2 separate regions of the Arachis hypogaea genome follow, and region 1 is linked to region 2. A link is a contact called in public Hi-C data. All regions are on one chromosome and are shown on one strand. Each heading gives the region's core, a stretch centred on a gene start, on an enhancer-like site or on the middle of the called end of the contact. The rest is flanking DNA. Distances are from core to core; before and after follow the strand shown.

Region 1 (2,849 bases), core at 300-2,799, 370 kb before region 2:
GACCCTTTTCTAGAATAAAACGCCGGAACTGGCACCAGAACTGGAGTTAAACGCCGAAACTGGCACCCAAGCTGGCGTTTAACTCCAAGAATGGCCTATGCACGTGTAAAGCTCAATGCTCAGCCCAAGAACACACCAAGTGGGTCCTAGAAGTGGATTTCTGCACTATCTACACTTAGTTACTTATTTTCTGTAATCCCTAGTAACTAGTTTAGTATAAATAGCACTTTTTACTATTGTATTCGCATCTCTGGACGTTTAGTCCTTAGAACTTTGGATTTTGGAGGCTGGCCATTCGGCCATGCCTAGACCTTTTTTCTCTTATGTATTTTCTACGGTGGAGTTTCTACACCTCATAGATTAAGGTGCGGAGCTCTGCTGTTCTTCATGAATTAATGCAAGTACTATTATTTCTCTTTCAATTCACGCTTACTTCTTTTCCAAGATATACTCTCGTACTTAATTCAGTTAAGTCAGAATGAAGGGGTGACCCGTGACAATCACCCACTATCTTCATTACTCGTTTAGCCAAGATCTGCGTGCCTGACAACCACAAGCGGTCTACATGATGTTCAACGTAGTCATTAGACGACAGCCGGAGTATATTCTCTTGGGTCTCTAATCCACAGACCGAGTCCGTGAGGTTAGGATCTTCGTGGTATAGGCTAGAACCAATTGGCAGCATTCATGAGATCCGAAAAGTCTAAACCTTGTCTGTGGTATTCCGAGTAGGATCTGGGAAGGGATGACCGTGACGAGCTTCAAACTTATGAATGTTGGGCGCAGTGCAGTGTGCAAAAGGATAGAGAGATCCTATTCCGACGCTAGTGAGAACCGACAGATGATTAGCCGTGCGGTAGCTGTACCTGGTATTTTTCATCCGAGACGAGAAATCCGACAGTTGATTAGCCGTGCAGAAACTGTACCTGATATTTTTCATCCGAGAGGATCCTACAGCTTGTCATGGATGGGAGCACGCATGATTGGAAGAAAACAATAGGAAAGCAGAGGTTCAGAAGCAACAAAGCATCTCCAAACACTTATCTGAAATTCCCACCAATGAATCACATAAATATCTTTATTTTATTTTATGTTCTATTTATCTTTTAATTATCAAAACCTCATAACCATTTGAATCCGCCTGACTAAGATTTACAAGATGACCATAGCTTGCTTCAAGCCGACAATCTCCGTGGGATCGACCCTTACTCACGTAAGGTATTATTTGGACAATTCAGTGCACTTGCTGGTTAGTTGTGCGGAATTGTGAAAAGTGTGAATCACAATTTCGTGAACCAGCAGCCACAACAATTTCGATCGGTTTAATTCAAAAAAAAAAAAAACAAAAAAACCAATTTTTTCGATTTTTAATTTGGTTGTAATAATTTTCGATTCGATTTTGCGGTATTTCACGGTCCGATTCGGTAACTTACACCCCCTACTCCCTATCAAAATTAAAAGCTCCCAAAAGATCCAGTAAATAACACTCAGTGTCTCAGCCACTCACTCTCCCGATAAATAAATATATAAATAAATAAATTTTTAATTAAACAGAACATGAGAACAATATGCAAAGCACAGATGACAGAAGTACAGAACACTAAACACAAAACAAAGAAGCTCCCTGAAAACAACCACAATACACCGATCTGGGGGCTGAGATCGGAAACATGAAGTCATCAATCCACCACCTCCAACATCCTCCTCCGCAGCCGCCGCCGCCGCCGCCACTCTACGACTCCGACACCGACTCCGACGGCAGCGGAACCCACTCCTCCTCCTCCGATCTTCTCCGCCATTCCAACCTCTCCGCCTCCATCTTCAAACCCTACTTCGAGTTCACCGGCCGCCACTCCTCCTCCGCCACCACCGCCACCCCGGCCGAAGTGTCAAAGATCCAATCATTCCTTACTTCCTCATCCTCCGGCGCACTCTCATGCCTCATCTGCCTCGAACGCATCAAACCCTCAGACCCAACATGGTCCTGCTCCTCGCTCTGCTTCGCCCTCTTCCACCTCCATTGTATCCAATCATGGGCCCGCCAAGCCTCCAATCTCGCTGCCGCACGCGCCGCCACGCGCCTCCCTATCACAGAGCAGCGCGCCTCTGAAACCGCGCTCTGGAACTGCCCCAAATGCAGGGTAGAGTACCCAATCACGCACATTCCAAAAACCTACTTTTGCTTCTGCGGAAAACTCGAGAACCCTCCCAATGATCCATGGGTTTTGCCTCATTCTTGCGGTGAGATTTGTGGGAGGCCATTGAAGCACAACTGTGGTCACCATTGCCTTCTTTTATGCCACCCTGGACCCTGCCCGTCCTGCCCGAAACTCGTGAAAGTTAGTTGCTTTTGTACCAAAATTGAAGATGTGAGGAGGTGCGTGTCCATGATGCTCAAATACTTCATTTATGCTGACGTATGTGTATTGCATTTGTATTTGCATCAAAGACTGCTAAATTAAACTTCTTATTTTCATAACTTTGCTGTATTTTTGTGTCATATACTCATACTCAATACTGTTATCGGTATTTGTGTAATATAGGTGCGGGTTCAAGGAGTTCTCGTGTGGGAAAGTTTGTGGGAAGGTTCTGGATTGTGGGGTTCATGGTTGTGCTGAGATTTGTCATAAGGGTCAATGCCCTCCCTGCCGGGCACGCAGTGTGTACCAGTGCCGGTGTGGGAAGAAGAAGGAAGAAAGGGAGTGCTGTAACCGTGTTTTCAGGTGTGGCGAGCCTTGTGAGAAGAGGCTTGGATGTGGGAGGCATGTGTGTGAGAGAGGGTGCCATGTTGGGGAGTGTGGAGACTGCCCTTTGCAAGGGAAGAGGGCATGTCCTTGTGGGAAGAGAGT
Region 2 (2,836 bases), core at 166-2,665:
TGGAGGCCAACAAGGCTTGCAAATGTTGCTATCAGAATCGGAACACAGAGATTGAGAATCAGGATATGGACCACAACTATCACAAGAGGATTGAACACAAGGACCCGGAAGAACACTAGGCAATGGAAGTTCAAATCTTGAACCATTATTATTAGGCCAACCAGGACCCCAACAAAGAACACTAAGATTACGTGTCACTAATCCACAAGTGAAGTTAGACCCAGAAACAATTACCTCGAAGGAAACACCTTTTGTTACTTCCGATGTGAAATTACCATCACCACCCCAACAAACAACGCTTCCAGTTCCATTCAACTTTCTCAAAGCACATCCATGGCTAGCACCAAGTGCTAATTCACCAAATTCCCAAGCTTCATTTTTTGGAACATCAAGTTGCCCAAAATTGTCGTTGTTCCCTATACAAACCAGAAATCCAGTTGAATTCAACCCACAAACGTGTGAACCACCAGCGACAATGCTCCACATAGACATGTTCTTAAACCCATTTTCAATCACTCTTGAAATTACCGTTTCACCCCAACATCGAACTTGAGAACTGTTCTTCAGAATCCCGCAAGAGAATCCTGACCCAGATGAGATTGAAGAGAATTGAAGAGACCTAGATGGGGACTTGAACGTTTTGCTGGTTCTCCAGCACGTAACGGTTCCGGCGCCGACCACGGTGGCGCAAACGTGGGTTTCTCCGACGGCGAGATTCTCCAATAGAACAGTGTCGTTGTTGTAGAGTCTCTTTGGTGTGAAGGTTCCGTTGGTGGTGGTGATGGTGTTCCAACAGAGCAAGGTGCGGTTGCCGGACCTGAGGCCGCAGAAGAAGGTGGCGCCGCCGGAGACGGTGGAGAATGAGATGTTAGGGGGAACGGCGGGGACAAGCTGACTACCGAGGCGGGAGCACTCAATGCGTTGGGTGGATTCCCCGGCGACGACGCCGCAGACGGTGTCGGAGGCGTCGGTGACGGCAAGGGTAGCGCCGGAGCCGAGAGCATGGGAAGTGGGAATCAGTAGAGAGAGCGTGAATATCACCGCGGCGGAGAGACGAAGGATTTCGGAGGAGGAAAGTGGTGTCATCATCGAAAAGAACGGATTTTTAAGTGAGAGGTGGCGGCGGCGGCGGCGGTGGTTGGCGGCGGTTTCAGGTGCCTCATTTGCAGGTGGTGTTTTCTGAAAGAAAGAAAGAAAGAAACGAATTGAAGTTGTGATGTCTTTTTTTTTTTCCTTCTCTCTTTGGGGCTCTGGAAGAAAAGGAATGAGGAAAAGAGAATGTGAGAAGAAAAAAGAGTTTTAAATGTTTGTTAGTTGTGGAATGTTGAATTTAGAGAGAGAGAGAGAGAGAGAGAGAGAAGTGAAGGTGGCTTTTCAGCCTCTCTAATCTCTGATCAAAGCTGCTTACTGTTTGCCTTTATAAGACTTGTTTGCTTCTCCTTTATACACAAAGACAACTTTTCTTTTTCTGTTATTATTTACTACTTATTTAGCTATCTCTTTCTATTTTTATTTGAGTTTTGAATGAAATTATTGGTTTCTACTAAATTTTAATTATTAAGAATTTAATTATTTCAACTCAACTTAATGCAAGTCTTGAAAAGAATAATTGACTTCCAACTATCACACTCTTTATTTTCACTCATTTTTTTTTGAATTGTGACCATTTTAAATCAACCTCGATTAAATATTTGGCTAATTTTTTGAAATCGATGAAAATTTTATATTATCTATTAGAATAGTTAGCTTGCGTATTTTTTTTTTAATATGAAGTATAATTTTTTTAATTATAATTAATAAATCAAATCATCAGACTTGAGTGATAATAAAATTTATAAAATAAAAGCTGAATTTTAAAATTTTAGAATATACAAATGAAGAGATCAAATTTCATAAAATATAATTTTTAAAATTTTTTGAATTACAAATTAAATAATTAGATTATTAATATATAAATATCAATTTTACATGTAATCAAATAAATCGAACCATCAGATTTATTTATAGCATATGCGGAGAAAATGCATTTAATTTTTAACTTTTTTTTATGATATTTTTTGTTTAAAGATTTATTATTGACTAATAAATTGTTACATGCAAAAGGCAAAATTCAAACCTCTAATATGTATTTAAGTCAGCTAATAAACTAACTAGGAGACCAATTTAACTTCGGTTAACTTTCTATGGCCTTGCCCATCACATCTTGCTTCCTAATATATTAATTAATTTCTGTAAATATTTTTGTGAATTATAATTTTTAAATTATTTTTATTAGTTCCTCTACTTCTTATTCTCATGTTCTTTCTACTATCACACTTATTAAATTTTTTACATCGTACTTTTTTCCTTCCGTTTCATTTTTTATTTAATTTTGGGAGTTCATAAATTTACACTTTCAGAGAAAATTGGAAATTTGGAATTACGTAATTTTATGAGGATTTTTAATTTATTTTTTAAATTGTACCACAAATTTGTGTGATTTCAAATCTTAAAATACAATCATAATTTTTTGTGAATTTGAGAATCTCATAAATGAGTTAAAAATAACGTATATTTACAAAAAAGTTAAATAAGGATGAACGAAATTATTATTAAAAAAATTTAAAATCTAATTTAATAGATTAAAAATTTAGAAAATCAATTTGATTAATTGGGGAGACATTTTTATCATCCTTGACCAACTTCTTCAAATCTCAATTTTTATAATACTCCTTGTTTCATGGATGATTGTAATCATTTAGCTGTTTAAGAGAAGAGAGTAAACAAGTTTTATATTCAGAGACGATGAAAATATAAAGCAGATGAATAATAGCAAGTGAAATTTTGATTTAATTTT

The links. Hi-C and Micro-C count contacts between places; a contact is called where the count stands out from the background.
Region 1: a Hi-C map of leaf shows a contact between it and region 2, with 2.6 times the contacts expected there. The contact joins the promoter of LOC112783084 here to the promoter of LOC112783123 in region 2. A contact is called at or near these places in 2 of 8 Hi-C or Micro-C datasets (leaf and an unstated tissue).

What each region holds. Positions count from the first base shown.
Region 1 is chr20:34,065,505-34,068,353 of arahy.Tifrunner.gnm2.J5K5, reverse strand. It overlaps LOC112783084 (NF-X1-type zinc finger protein NFXL2), which reads left to right and starts at 1,549. Exons shown (of 14, transcript XM_025825849.3): 1 at 1,549-2,377; 2 at 2,544-2,849. The coding sequence starts at 1,671.
Region 2 is chr20:33,692,310-33,695,145 of arahy.Tifrunner.gnm2.J5K5, reverse strand. It overlaps LOC112783123 (putative serine/threonine-protein kinase-like protein CCR3), which reads right to left and starts at 1,415. Exons shown (of 1, transcript XM_025825900.3): 1 at 1-1,415. The coding sequence starts at 1,089.